Linked DNA regions of Mus musculus: all the other regions are linked to region 1. The links are chromatin contacts, called in public ChIA-PET, HiChIP or PLAC-seq and promoter capture Hi-C maps. All regions are on one chromosome and are shown on one strand. Each heading gives the region's core, a stretch centred on a gene start, on an enhancer-like site or on the middle of the called end of the contact. The rest is flanking DNA. Distances are from core to core; before and after follow the strand shown. Region 1 holds the start of Zfp867 (zinc finger protein 867). Region 2 overlaps Wnt3a (wingless-type MMTV integration site family, member 3A). Region 3 has its middle 19 kb from the start of Gm51865. Region 4 holds the start of Mprip (myosin phosphatase Rho interacting protein).

Region 1 (3,525 bases), core at 85-2,584:
CAGGCTGCTGTCTAAGTGGATGATGAAAGGTCAACTTTAGGCTAGGACATATGGCAGCTATAAGAAATTTGTCAGCATCTGGCAGTTCTGAACCTGGGACCATTACTAATAGGAAATGAAAAAGATATTGTGTCAATTTCTATTTATTTAGCAACGAAAATAAACAGTAATGGTTGTCACTTTTAAAACCTTTTACAGTAGAAGTTGGCATTTGAAAATACTGGTACTGAAACTGTTGGGGGCGGGGGGCACTGCAGAGATGGCTCAGTGGTTAAGAGCATTTGTTGCTCTTGAAGAAAGCTGGATGGAGTTCAGTTTCCAGCAACCACTTTGGGGCAGCTCATAACCGCCCATACCTTTAGCTCCAGGGAATCTGACACCGTCTTCTGACTTCCTCAGACACCCACACACGTGTGTGTATCCACATACAGCCACAAATAAAGGCGGGATGACCGCCTGGCATCCCGGCCTTCACTCTGCCGCTGAGGGCACAGAGATAAGTTATGGTCCTTAACCTGCAGTCACCCAGGATTCATGGAAGGACAGCCCTTCACAGAAGCAGGAGCTATCTCCAGAGAAACACCTAGTCCCCTTCAGGTCTCAAATGAGCGGAGACAAAGATGGGCGGGGCCCACCTTACATTAGGCTGCTGTGTTTAAGCTTTTTTTTTTTTTGGTCTGGCCTTCCTCTATTTAAGCCTAAAGCTCCTGTCCAAAGATCAATTGGGGTAGGAGTGTCCTAGACCCTTCATCTGTCCCGCTTCTACGGTGCCCGCACTGACGAAATCTCTCTCGGCTTTTTCCTACTAACCAACCATCGATGTCCTGAGACTAGCGGGGGGACGGCCCTAAAGACTGGAATTTTGGGACTTCACTGTGAACACGGGGGCGTGGGACAGGCAGGCGAAGAGTAAATAGATTGAGACCCCACTTTCCAAGACTCGGGAAAGCCCAGCCATGGCTGAAGGGCGGGAACCCACAACCAAGAAGCCAGCGTCCCAAGTCCTAAGGTGGGTCGGCCATGACGCCCCAAGTCCTGAGGTGAGTCGGTCAGGCCGCCGCGAGGGCAGATGGGAAGCGAGGGGACCCAGGACACCCAGGACACCGGACAGCACCGGGATCGGGCCGCAGACACCAGCTACGGAGGCCTTCCCTGCGGCTGGTACTGGTTGGCTGTAGCCAGCGTCGGCCGGAACGCTCACCATTTCCGAATTTCTGCTGTCCCGCATCGTCGTCGTCTGCACCTCATAAGGACGCTAGCTACAGCGGAGCCACCATACACAACTGTGAGCCAGACATAGAACCTGAAGAAACGGAACCTGAACAAGAACTAAACAGTGAAAAGAACCAAACACCGCGAGAGTAAAGCATCCTGCCCCGCCCCTCCGCTCGAGCTGCGGCCTGATTGGACAATTCCACTCTGATAGACGAAGGGTTTGGACACGCCCCCAATCCTTGAGTGATTAGGGATGTAATCTAACCTTTGACAGAGAGATACTTACGGGACAAGATTTGTTTGCACTCTAGCAATGGCCCTGCCAGGACAGGACACACTTGTACTTTACCTACAGAAACATATCCATGGAACAATAACATATAGATAGATAGATAGAGAGAGAGATAGAGATAGAGATAGATAGATAGATAGATAGATAGATAGATAGATAGATAGATAGATATACACATATACATACACACACACACATATGCTATTTACAACTGGAAATTCCTAACATGACAATTATTTGAAATTTTTATTGTGAATACATTGAGACAGGGAGGGTCTCGTGTAGCTTGCCTCAAATACAGTTCAGGCCAGCCTTGAACCCCCGGATCTGCTTGCCTCCATCTTTGGAGTGCTAGAAGGACATGTGTGCTATTATGCATCACTGGGGATCCTGCTAAGGACTTCTTGTATTCTAAACAAGGACTCTGCCAACTGAGCCAGAGCCCTCATTTTTAAAAATTTAGATGTCATAATCTTCCTAGCTTGAGGACTGTAATGGCTATTGTTGGTTGTCACCTTGGCTACGTCTAGAATCAACTAAAACCCGAGAGGCTGGGAATGCTTGTGAGCGATTTTTCTTGACTGGATCATCTGAGGTTAGAGGACCTACTCTAACCCTGAAGCACACCTTCATGACAGGCTATATGATGCAATGTGGAAGAAGGAAGCTCCTGCTCCTTACCTGCTTGTCTCCCCTCCCATTGGCAAGTCTGTCTCCCCTGCCACCAAAGCATGCCTTTGCTGCTATTAGAATCTACTTCTTTAGGGTTCCAGTGTCTACTGAGGACCAACAGAGACATCCGTCCCCATGGGTTGCCCACAGCTCTCTGTTGGGGGACAGCTAGTATCGAACTAGCTGAACCACAGCCTGTAAAGCACTCTAATAAATTATATATATACTATCAGCTCTGTTCATCTAGAGAGCTCTGGCCAAAACAAGGAGCTAGCCTGAGCTTTAAAAGGGAAGGCACTCCTCTAAGATAGCAATGTTGAATAGAAGTTTTGTTTGTTTGGTTTTTTTTTTTTTTTTTTTTTTTTTTTGGTTTTTCGAGACAGGGTTTCTCTGTGTAATGTTGGCTGTCCTGGAACTCACTCTGTAGACCAGGCTGGCCTTGAACTCAGAAATCCGCCTGCCTCTGCCTCCCAAGTGCTGGGACTAAAGGCATGCGCCCCCACTGCCCAGCTTCGAATAGAAGTTAATGAAGGGCCACATCTATAATTTTTTTTTAAAGGGTGAAGCACTCCAATGCCAATTTATTTTAATCGGGCTCTGTGTTATCTATGGTTTGCCTCTTTCCCTTATAATCGCACAACCTTTGAAAATTACATAAGTTGTAATGATCTAATACTATTAATAGCCATTCAGAAAAAAAAGTCCCCTCCCGCCCAACAACCATCCAGGGGAAATTTAAAGTCCTCATTAGAGGCCAGCTCAACACGGCCTCTACCCTGGTAGAAATAAAAATAAAAAAGATGAGGAGAAAACAAATCGGCTAAGAGGTGTGTTGCCAGTGTCTTTCAGGAGTGGGGCCCTGGCTGTTGCCTGGGTGGTGAAAGGCAGAGCCTGCAGCCTGCAGGACGGCAGCCGGGCGGCCTCACAGCTACATCTTCCTCACCCCGGCACAGCCACAGCCCAGTTTAGGTGTCTTGAAAATCCTTTAGCAGGGTTCTTCTCTGCTGCTCTGCTATGTGCATCTGGTTTTCTAAGTCCCCTCTGTCGTAGCTGTCTGCACGCTCAACTTTCCATGAAAGGTTTTCGATCTCAGCTTCCAGCTGAGCCTGCTGGTATTCAAACAGCTTCTTCCTGGGACCGGATTCCATGTAGTATGCATATGGATAGGTGTACTGCAGGGTATATCGACACTTGGCTAAGAGCTTGGCGGCATTCTGTAGGTACTGCCAGTCAATCCAAGTTCCCAGGTTGTTCATAACCCTCTCCTGAATCTTCTCATGAATCCGCTGGTATGTTTGTGCCTCCAGCTGCAAGCTTTTGTTGTGATTTTCCCACCTCTCAAAATA
Region 2 (3,133 bases), core at 256-2,755, 210 kb before region 1:
GAAGCAAATTCCAAAAACGGTGTCATGGCTCAGGCCTGTAATTCCAGCACCAGGAAGGCTGACGTGGGAGGATTATGAATTGAGGCCACTGTCTCTTCACCCAGATCCTGGGAGGTGGGGAGCAAAGTCCCCCTGCAGAAACAATCTCAGCTTTGCTGCGCTCTTACTGGGTTTAAGGAAAGTATCACTATCTGGGCTTCCTTCCTTTCCCTTCATCTAGTTCATTATTTATCATACGCCCATCCTCCACCAAAATACCACCCACTCAATTATCTGTCTACTGTCCATCTATCACGCACTCATTATCCATCTACTACCCATTTATCATCCATCCACCCACTCATCCATTCATCTGTCCATCCGTCCATCACCTATCCAGAATATGAGAGTCCATAATGAGCTAGGCACTAGGCTCAGAACTAGAAGTGAAATGAATCATATGGAAGGTGTCTACTCTCCAGAACCAGGTACGAGCTGTGTGCGTGTCCGTGTGTGCATGTGTGTGTGGGCTTATTGAAATTGCCTACTATTAATGAGTTGAGGTTAATCTGTGCCTTTAAATCCAGTAGTACCTTTTTATTTTTATTTTTATTTTTATATTTTTATTTATTTATTTATTTATTTATTTTTGAAATTGGGTGCACCAAAGTTTGGTGCATGAACCTTTAGGATCATATGCTATGTATGCGTTTATTTAGGACCCTCTATCTCTGTTGAAGCTTCCCTGCACAGGACTAGAACCAGGGAATCCCAGCAGACAGAAGGTTCACCCTTACCTATGTCTGCACATTACATCCACCACACCCTCCTGGAGACCACAGAAGGCTTAGGGTTGGCAGCCTGGGCTGAGTTTGTCAGGCAACAACCTCCAGATGGTCTCTGTCCTCTCAATTTCCAGACTCCAACTGGGAGATCACTATCCGACCACTGGTGGGAAGAAGGCCCAACTATGGCATAGCCATAATTGCTCAGACTGGCCAGAGCCTGCAGGTCATGGGGCATCACCTCCCTTGGGAGTGTCACTCTCCTGTCACGCTGAGGAAAGACAAACCATCTATCTATCCCATTCCCATCCCGATGTCTGAAAGTGCTTCCATAACACATTCAGTGGGTGGGCATCCCTTCCCCCACCCGTGTTCAGCACAGCAGGCAGAGGGCAGACGAGAGAACCGAGCAGCCCCAGCTGGTAGCTTGCAGCCCAGGCCCCGCCCTGGCGCCTCCCCTCCAAGGCTGCCCACCGTCCCTCCTTCCCCAGGCCCTTTTCCTGGCCTCGAGGAGCCGGGCGGCCCGGAGGGGGTGTCGCGGTGGCATTTGGTAATCACACGGAGGCACAAAAGGCCCCGGAGCCACCTGAGAGCGGAATGCGCCGGTGCCCCACCGTGGCCGCGGCCCCTGACACCGCCCGGGCCCGCGCGGCCGGGCGCCTGGCTGACCTGCTGGGGCTGATGAATCCGGCTTTGTGCGACACTGTCACGCCGCGTTAGCCCCACAATGGCCAGCGATATTTTATATGAATTTCCCCCTGGCCGGTGATTAGGCGATCGCCGGCCAGTCATAGCAACCTGGAAGTATGCGCTGCCCGCCGCGCCGTCGGGCGCGAGGGGAAATCCTCTTTCAGACGCTTTAATTCAACACCCCGAAGGGCGTGTGAATCGCCAACAGCATTTTCACTTTTCCCTTGTGCTTAATCTTGTCGTCCTCGCAGGGACATTGTGCTCAGAGCCGAGCGCAGTGGGATATCGGCCGGGGTCCCCCCTCCCACAGCGGAGAGTTAATGATATACCGGAGAGGCCCCCGGAGCCAGGGGAGCCCCCCCACCCCCAACGCATCGTAAATGGTAACACTTTCGGATGGGGGGGTCAGGGGTCGCAACCTGGATTTGGGGACTCTGCTTCCCTAAAAAGCTGCCCTTTCTGTCCCTCCGGAACCCCTAAGCTCCGGCTGTCTTGCAGGCTAGTCTCATTGGAGTCGATCCTTCCATAGGCTGAGCACACAGAGAGGTGGAGGACCACCCCCTGAGGAGCCACGAAGCTGAGGCCAGTCATCAGGAAGGGGTTTTGCCTGGGGGAGGGGAAGAGGCCAAGCTGTTGTTCCCTGCCCAGAAGCCAAGTAGGGCTTGGGGTGAGTTCAGCAGATACTGAGAGTCTGATGTTCAAAAGCAACCAACTCTGCTAATAGTTGTGGCAGAGGTTTGGGGGACCCAACAAAGTCCAGCCACTATGGGTTGAGGGTATGGCTGGCCTGGAGGTATGTCACAGGCTGGAGGAAGGGACCACACCCAACACGAGGTAAGATGCTCTGGCTGGAGACACTGTCCAGGCCAGCAAGGCCCAAATGAAGACTTCGCAGTGAATAAAGGTTGCCTGTACAAGCAGTGAGCCCCCAGGAGTCCTTAGGGACTTGGGGAGACCACCCCCAAGTGGGGTGGAGTGTTGCAAGGTGGGTAGAAGATGCTCCTCCCTCATAGGGAAGCCAGCTAGGAGCTTCTGAGGACTCCAGGCACAGCCACCCCCGTACACAGGCAGGTAGAGACCCTAGTTTCCACGGCTGTGGGCTTCAGACCATGTGCCTTTATGTCTTACATGCAAATGTCACACACAGCCAAAAGAAAGCTGTCCCCTCACAAGGACACATAGTGTTTAATAACCTGCTTCCTGGACTCTGCCCCCACCCCCCAATCCTGTGAGCCTCCCACTTGTCCCCTTCCAGCCTGACCAGCTGTTTTATTGACCTTCGTCCTGTGACCCCTACCTCTGGCCCAGGCTGGCCCTGCAACCACCCCACCCATTTCATCTTGCCAGAGGTCAATACAGGGGAGTCACCTAGTACCTGCCTCCAAGTGTCTGAGGCTTGCCTCAAGGGATATAAACGGTTCACAATCATCCTGTACTCAAAATTCTTCAAATGCTTTCTGATCCCGAGTAGGTAGGTAGGTCGCTCCCTGCTACTTTTGGGTGCAAGAGCAGAGCCCTCTAGGACCTCGTTCTGCATTCAAGGGCTAGAGCTTCCTCACGCTCAGGTTAGCATCCTGAGTTTTAGGCTGACACAGGGCAGATGGTTTTGGGATTAGATATGAGCAAACACTTGCCTTGTATACACACAGGCACCCATTCACACATGCATGCTCAATGCA
Region 3 (3,438 bases), core at 519-3,018, 140 kb before region 1:
GTCCATGTCCACACATCTCTGTATCTTGTGACTCTGCTTGGCTACATCCATAGGTTTGTCCCTTTGTGAATATATGTGTGCAGATGTATGTGTGGTTCATTGTGTTTGCATGTATATGTGTCTACATGCATGTTTGTTTGTGTGCATGAGTATAGTAGGGTCACAGTGCTGACTGTAGCTCACCTCCTAGCCCCTGCACAGTCTTTCCCTTGCACAGCTGTCCACTATGGTGACAGTCTATAGCTACCCCCATCCGAGCTTCTCAGTGGATGGGTGCCCACTGACTCATGAGGCAGGAAGAGAGATCTCTCCCATTGAGTTACTTCCTCAAGTGAACCAAGACACCCTGGATCCTGAACGGTACTTCCCACTCCTGGTTGGAGAAGAGATTCCCCGGCAGTTCTTAGAGGACAGGCTATCCAATCACAAGTGCTGGCAAGTGAACACAGAGAAGGGGTGGGTCCCATGAGCCAGATTCTTCAAGGGTATGACCCCAGGGTCTTTCATAGGTGGAGACACAAGCCTAGGATACACAGGTGCTAGGGGCCAGCCAGCGATCAACCAGGCAACTCCCTGAGCTGAGACCAGGCCGAGGCAGGCATCTGGCTCTCCTCCCAGCGGGGCTGGCTGGTGTGGGAGATGACTGGGGGATTAGGTAAGGAGGCACTTAGGTAATGTCTCAGAAAGGCTTGAGTGTGCAACAGTGGGAAGGTATTGGGTTGGATCCCGCCTGGCCTGTAAGGCTGACTTCAGGCACCAAGGATGAAGGTAGAGAGGAGAGGAGACAGAAGGGAATGAATGAAGGAGGAGGGGTCAGAGAAAGGGAAGAAGATGTGAAGAGGGGAGGAGGAGGAGGAGGGAAAGGAGAGGAGCAAGAGGAGATAGAAGAACAGAGTGGGAGAAGGGAGAGGAGGTTGGACTCAGGGATCAAGTGGAAGTCCTTGGTTGCCTTGCATGTGTTGTGGAGCATGGGGACCCCTAACTGTCCCCAGTTCCTGGTCCAGGTTGTTCATAGTAAGCTCCCACAGGAGCTGCTGTCAGGTTGGGGATGTTAGGGTAGGGCATGCTGACTGTAGAAGGTTGTGAGCAGGTTGGGTTGGGGTCATTCCTGGGGGTCTAGCCTGCCTGCACATGCACACACACAAACCCTGTATGCGCCCATCCCCAGCTTTCTGGAGACTGAGTTGACCTAGTCTGACCTGGGGTTGGGGTGAGGGTCTATCTGTGAGGTTCTCTATGATCCCTCAGCACACAAGAGAACTAGAGAGGACTTGCCAGTGACTTTTGTGGGGCTGGGGCTCAGGCAGGGCTGGGGCAGGGCTGGGGCAGACACACACCTGGCACCCTGGAGCCCTGGAGCTGCTTGGACACTGGCCACACTGGGGCACTGTTTTGCCCTGTCCTTCCTCTTTCCACCGCCTGCCAGGGATGGTTGGGCTCAGTTCCTGGAAGGTTGGAGCTGACCCCAACCTGTTGCCCCTCAAAGAGGTGCTGTCACCCGGGGACAGCAGGTGGAGCTTCAGGCTGATCCTCAACCCTGGACAGAAATGGTCTTGTCTCCATTTTCCAAATTCCTCCTCTGGAAGTGGGGTTAAGGGTTATAGCCCTTTCCTGGCAGCCCAGGATAATGTCCTGGGGTCTCAGCACAGTAAGGCATGGGCTGGAAAGGGGCAGTGGTCCTATCCAAAGCTTTTCTGGCCTGCTCAGGGATGGGAGTGGGGGAAGGGTCCAGCAAGTTGCCAAGGAAACAAGAGCAAACAAACACTTCCTCCCCTCACAGGCCTGCTGGCCTGCTGGGGGGCCTGTGGCAATGACCTCATCTGCCCACCCAACCCTACTCCCAAGGCCAGGCTGAAGGTGGGGGGTCCTGGGCTGTTTGTGTTGGGCCCAGATCCATGGAAACGGCTGGGGCTGGGGGTGCAGGGCTGTTCCTGCTGCAGTCTGTCAGTAGGTGGCAGGAATATGGAGAGGGAAGGAAAGTGAGAGGGCAGAGAGAAGAGAGGAGAGAAGAGGGGAGAAAGAAAGGGAAGTAGCCAAGGAGGGCATTCCAGAGGATCAGAGGGGAGGCAGGGAGGGCAGAAGTCAGGGCTGGGGTGTGGAAACTCATTGGGATTGTAAGGGGTGGGGGTGGAGGGACATTGAAGACATGCCCTGGGGTATGAGAAGACCCCTCTGGAGCCCTGTGCGAGATGAAGATAGTTGGTCTTCGGAGAGGGAAGGGCCTGGGCACAGGACTTCAGCGTAGATGACTGGCATAGGGTACCAGCTCTCTCAGGAGAACCTCCTCCAACTGTTTAGTTTAGTTTTGTTTTATTTTGAGACAGGGTTTCTCTGTGTATTCATGGCTGTGCTGGAACTCACTCTGTAGACCAGGCTGGCCTCGAACTCACAGAGATCCTCCTGCCTCTACTTCCCCAATGTGGTACCACTGCCTGTTTCTTCCAACTTTCTAAACCAAGATCCTCCCTATGGGAGAAGACAGAGCAGTATGAGAGCAGGTGTGTGTGTGTGGGGGGGGGGGGGCACACGGCGCGCACATGTGCGCGTGCGCGCGCGCGCACACACACACACACACACACACACACACACACACACACACACACTTGTCTTTCTATCTGTTTAAGAGAAGTTGGAATGGGTACTATGTCCTTGCTTGCTCCTCTTCCTATGGTATGGGGCCAGAGGCACACTGACAGTGTGTGACTGCCTTTGTTCTCTGGCTGTGTGACCTGAGGAGGCCCCTCTCCTCTGGGGCCTTCTGCTCTGGTAAAGGTTATGCCATTCGCTAGCAAGTAAACCCAAGTTTGTCATCTCCAGGACCAAGTGCTATCGTGGGAGGACTCTATGTGCTTGAGTTTTCTAACGTCACTGATAGGTTCATTCAGTATGCTGTGCAGACTGAACCTAGAGCTTGGGACCAAATGGGTAGTCAGAGGTTAGACATGCTGTGGACTAGGGGATATTTGACAGATGGATATTAAACATCCATAGTCTGAACATTCGAAACCCTGAGATCTGACATACTTCCGTCACTGAAATTTTTGAGCATCATAAAGACTTTTAAAACATTTCAGGTCCCAAGATGGCTCAGCAGATGGCACTTGCCACCGAGCCTGGTAATCTGAATTTAAGGCCATCAAGCTACAAGGTGGATGGGGAGAACCGGTTTCCCTACGTTATCCTTTGACATCTATGCATGTGCCATAATATGTACACACACACACACACACACAAACACACACACACACACACACACTCACACAGAATATAAAATTCCAAGAACTCAACTAGGTCAGCTTCTCTGGGCCGCTTGCCAGCATCAGTGACCACCTGACACCTTTCTGACCGTGGGCGCAAGTCTGAGAGTCTGTCCTGTAATGTGCAGACAAAGGCCAGATGCTGAGAGATCGTTCTCCTGCTTAGCACTTCACCCTTCAC
Region 4 (3,133 bases), core at 584-3,083, 190 kb after region 1:
CAATCTTGCTGGCTCTAAGTCTTTCTTTTAAACAGCTTGTACATGCTCATAAAACAAAACCCGAAAGGAACAAAAAGGTTTTATATTGAAAATTTAAAAGTAGGTCACCTCCCAATAACCCAGTTCTTCTCCCCAGAGGCCACCACTGGTATCACTTTCCGAGTATTCGGTGCAGACAAGAACCGTCAGTCTCCCTTTACCCCTTCCCCGTCTTTATTCTGGAAAAAAATTTAAATCAACAAGGTCGCAAGGATAGTCCAGTAAACACCCTTTCCCAAAATTCACCAATTAACAATTGGCCACATTATGTGAAGTATTTTGCAAAGATGATTATCACCTAATGCTTGCAACACCTTACATTCATGTCAGTTTTGTCCATGTGGTCAGTGAGGTGCCAGTGAGGGCAAAAGACCTGCCCACAGCTGGATCAGAGCTGGGCTTTCCCCTCAGGCTGCAGGCACACTTTGATCTGGGCTCCTTCATTCCTGATTCCTTGTGCAGGAGAGCATTTCTTTCTCAAAATGGAAATGCACCTCCCCGGGGTAGTCACCAGATGACCAGTGGAAAAGTACGCAACTCTGAAGGCATTTCTCTCCTAAAGCCTCCTTGTGACCTGAGCGCAGCTGCTCTCAGTGCCACCACCTGCTCCAATATCACCTCCATTGTGAAGAATGAGTTAGTTCAGCCTGTTAAAAAACACAGGCTGACTTCTGGAACTGCCAGCCAGCTGAGCCTGGAATCTCAGGTCAAAGTGATTCCTCCTTTCTGTCTTGCCTCCCTCACTCTTTCCCTTTCCTCTCCTCCTTAGCCTCCTTATAAAGGTCTCATTACGGTCCAGACTGGCCTTAAACTCTCCACCCTCCTAGATCTACTTTCAGAGTTCTGGGACCACATACTCCTTTCTTGTTCCTCCTCCCCACACTTACACCTGCATACCTTGGGAACAGTTCTGCATGCTCTCTGCTTAGATCCATTTCACTGCTGCTGGGAACAATTTGCCTCCTAAGGAGCAGGGGTTGTCCCCCTCCATCCCCCTCCCCTCCGCCCATTCTGGACTCCTCTGTCGTTTCCTTTCCAAGTGGCCTTTTGCCTGGGAGTCTGGACAAGAGTGGCCTGTAGTATATAGTTCAGGCCCTTCTTGCAGAGTGACCTTGCACAAGCTATTCGCAGTGTCTGAGCTTTTGTCTCCTCAAGCACAAAACGGAGGTAAGAGTGCGTACGTAACTCTAGCAGAATTGGGCTCCCATAATAGAATTGACAACTCCTCACGGCTGCTGACATCTTCTAGTCACCTCGGAAACACTACGTCTTATTACTTAACTGCTCCGCGCGCCTCAGTTTCCTTACGTAAAACCGGAATGGTCACGGGAAGGTTATGGAACTTTAATGATCTAAAACACGGGAAGCACTTGAAACAATTTCTAGTCTTTATGGTGGCATCTGGGTCGACCACAGACCTAGCACACAGTAGGGGCGCAGGCTAGACGAGGCAGAAGGCCGCAGCGAAGAGACTACGAGAAAGACAGGGGCCCGCAGGGAGACCGCGGAGATCTCCGGCGTCCTTCCGGGAGCAGCCCAGCCCAACGCCGCAGCTGTCAGGCCGCGGGCGGCGGCGCCAGTCCACCAAACCTGAAAGTTCCATCCCAGCGCCTCCACCTTCCCAGCCTGGACAAGTTACCTTGCGCCCGCTGCTCCCGGTCCCGCCCCCGTCATCCATTGGTCGACGGGTTTCTTTGTTAGCAGGAGCGTGCGGGTGCCATTGGCTCGCGGGGCTGCCGGTTGCGGTGCCCCGCCCCACCCCGCCCCTCCCCGAGTGCGCGCGGCGCCCAGCTCGGTTCGTTCGCGGTGGCGGCGGGCGCCGGGTGAGCGCGACGGCTGGACTTGCCGGCCGGCGCCTTGGGGGCGGCCGCGGTGGAGCCAGCGGCCGGAGGCCGCGTCCGTCCATGGGCCCACAGCGGCCGGGCGGCGGGGCGGGGCGCGAGGCGGCGCGCGCGCTCTGAGGCCGCGGCGAGCAGGCGGGGCGCGGCGCGAGAGGGGAGGCCTTTCCGGGCCTGCGGCGGCCAGCGCAAAATGCGGCGGCGGCCGCGCTGAGTCCCCGACCCCCGGGAGAGCGCTGGGCCGTGGCGGCCCGCTCCGCGGCCGCCTAGCCGACATGTCGGCGGCCAAGGAAAACCCGTGCAGGAAATTTCAGGCCAACATCTTCAACAAGAGCAAGTGTCAGAACTGCTTCAAGCCCCGCGAGTCGCATCTGCTCAACGACGAGGACCTGACGCAGGTGAGCTGCCGCGGGTGCGGAGCTGAGAGTCCTGCCTGCGAGTCGTGCCGGGGAGCGCAGAGCCTGCGAAGGCCAAGAGAGAATAAAAATGGAGCAGGGAAAAAAAATGCGTGAGAGTTGGGGGATGGGGTTGGAATGGGGGCGGGAAGAGTATCGATAGAGCTGGGACAAAGGGAAAATCCTCAAGAATGCCGAAAAATAACATCCTTTCCCGTTCCCATAGCTCTGCCGTGTGATTCATGCTTGTTGGGTGACTCAAAAAAATGTCTGGTTTCCCTGGATAGGAACAAAGTGGGGCTTGCTTGCCACTTGTCAGTACTACCCCCCCCCTCGCCCCCCTCGCGACTTGTCTTGGGACTGGACGCAGACTTGGCCACCAAACTGTCCCAGGAATTGGCATGTTTGCGTGGGTCACCAGTTTCCATCTTGTGGAATAGAGCCTGCTCTCCTTCTAAGTCACTGTCACCGTCAGGGTCTGAAGAGAGATGAGGTGTTTCTCTTCAGATGGGTGGGTCTTGCTCTTGAACTGAAGGTAGGAATAGCTTTTGTCGAGGGGTAGGGGCTTCCCTTCTTGGTTTTGCTTTCTGGCCCAGGAGACCAAGAAGACCTGTACATTCTGGGGAAAGTTGGTTTCCCCCTCTGTCTGCCCTTAATTTGTTAGTCAGGATTTTGGACCAGGTTAGACGCTCTTCCTAACCCGTGTCAAAGTCACAGTCATGGAAAACAGAGTTCCAGACCTCCAAGTCACAGTCATGGAAAACATTGTCCTAGATTGCCAAAGACCTCCAACCCCGGAGCAGTGTAGGAGATTGGGAATTTGTGTTGGTACAAGGTCTCCAATTTGGGCAACTGGCCCTT

Evidence for each region. Promoter capture Hi-C pulls out the DNA fragments that hold promoters and counts their contacts. ChIA-PET counts read pairs in DNA pulled down with a chosen protein or histone mark. HiChIP or PLAC-seq counts read pairs in DNA pulled down with a chosen protein or histone mark.
Region 2: a contact with region 1 is called in a promoter capture Hi-C map of cranial neural crest. The contact joins the enhancer-like site here to the promoter of Zfp867 in region 1. A contact is called at or near these places in 6 of 39 promoter capture datasets (the 3T3-L1 cell line, the C10 cell line, HPC-7-derived erythroid cells and 3 more), 1 of 15 datasets of contacts at CTCF or cohesin (the NIH/3T3 cell line), 2 of 484 Hi-C or Micro-C datasets (both in bone marrow-derived macrophages), 11 of 115 datasets of contacts at active chromatin or transcription factors (embryonic basal ganglia, embryonic brain, embryonic forebrain and 6 more) and 2 of 9 other capture datasets (adipose tissue and liver).
Region 3: an H3K27ac HiChIP or PLAC-seq map of epiblast stem cells shows a contact between it and region 1. The contact joins the enhancer-like site here to the promoter of Zfp867 in region 1. A contact is called at or near these places in 9 of 39 promoter capture datasets (the HPC-7 cell line, cranial neural crest, embryonic stem cells and 6 more), 3 of 15 datasets of contacts at CTCF or cohesin (CD8 T cells, the G1E-ER4 cell line and the NIH/3T3 cell line), 16 of 484 Hi-C or Micro-C datasets (the AML12 cell line, the C2C12 cell line, the G1E-ER4 cell line and 12 more), 20 of 115 datasets of contacts at active chromatin or transcription factors (the HPC-7 cell line, bone marrow-derived macrophages, craniofacial prominence and 13 more) and 3 of 9 other capture datasets (adipose tissue, liver and pancreatic islet).
Region 4: a contact with region 1 is called in an RNA polymerase II ChIA-PET map of memory CD8 T cells, with 9 read pairs. The contact joins the promoter of Mprip here to the promoter of Zfp867 in region 1. A contact is called at or near these places in 1 of 39 promoter capture datasets (stem cell-derived epiblast-like cells), 1 of 484 Hi-C or Micro-C datasets (embryonic stem cells), 2 of 115 datasets of contacts at active chromatin or transcription factors (effector CD8 T cells and memory CD8 T cells) and 1 of 9 other capture datasets (pancreatic islet).

What each region holds. Positions count from the first base shown.
Region 1 is chr11:59,471,140-59,474,664 of GRCm38.p6, forward strand. It overlaps Zfp867 (zinc finger protein 867), which reads right to left and starts at 1,335. Exons shown (of 4, transcript NM_178417.3): 1 at 1,202-1,335. The coding sequence starts at 1,228. It also overlaps the pseudogene Gm12263.
Region 2 is chr11:59,262,791-59,265,923 of GRCm38.p6, forward strand. The region is part of intron 2 of Wnt3a (wingless-type MMTV integration site family, member 3A); the gene reads right to left. Among named protein-coding and RNA genes, the nearest start is that of Wnt3a, 26 kb to the right of the region's middle. Within about 2 kb of position 1,506, at least 57 of the 459 cell types and tissues checked have an H3K27ac peak or open chromatin away from gene starts, as enhancers often do.
Region 3 is chr11:59,334,738-59,338,175 of GRCm38.p6, forward strand. No RefSeq gene overlaps it. Among named protein-coding and RNA genes, the nearest start is that of Gm51865, 19 kb to the left of the region's middle. Within about 2 kb of position 1,769, at least 37 of the 459 cell types and tissues checked have an H3K27ac peak or open chromatin away from gene starts, as enhancers often do. A contact at or near this core is called in the AML12 cell line, adipose tissue, epiblast stem cells and 1 more, where this site is marked.
Region 4 is chr11:59,660,674-59,663,806 of GRCm38.p6, forward strand. It overlaps Mprip (myosin phosphatase Rho interacting protein), which reads left to right and starts at 1,834. Exons shown (of 24, transcript NM_001368931.1): 1 at 1,834-2,275. The coding sequence starts at 2,153.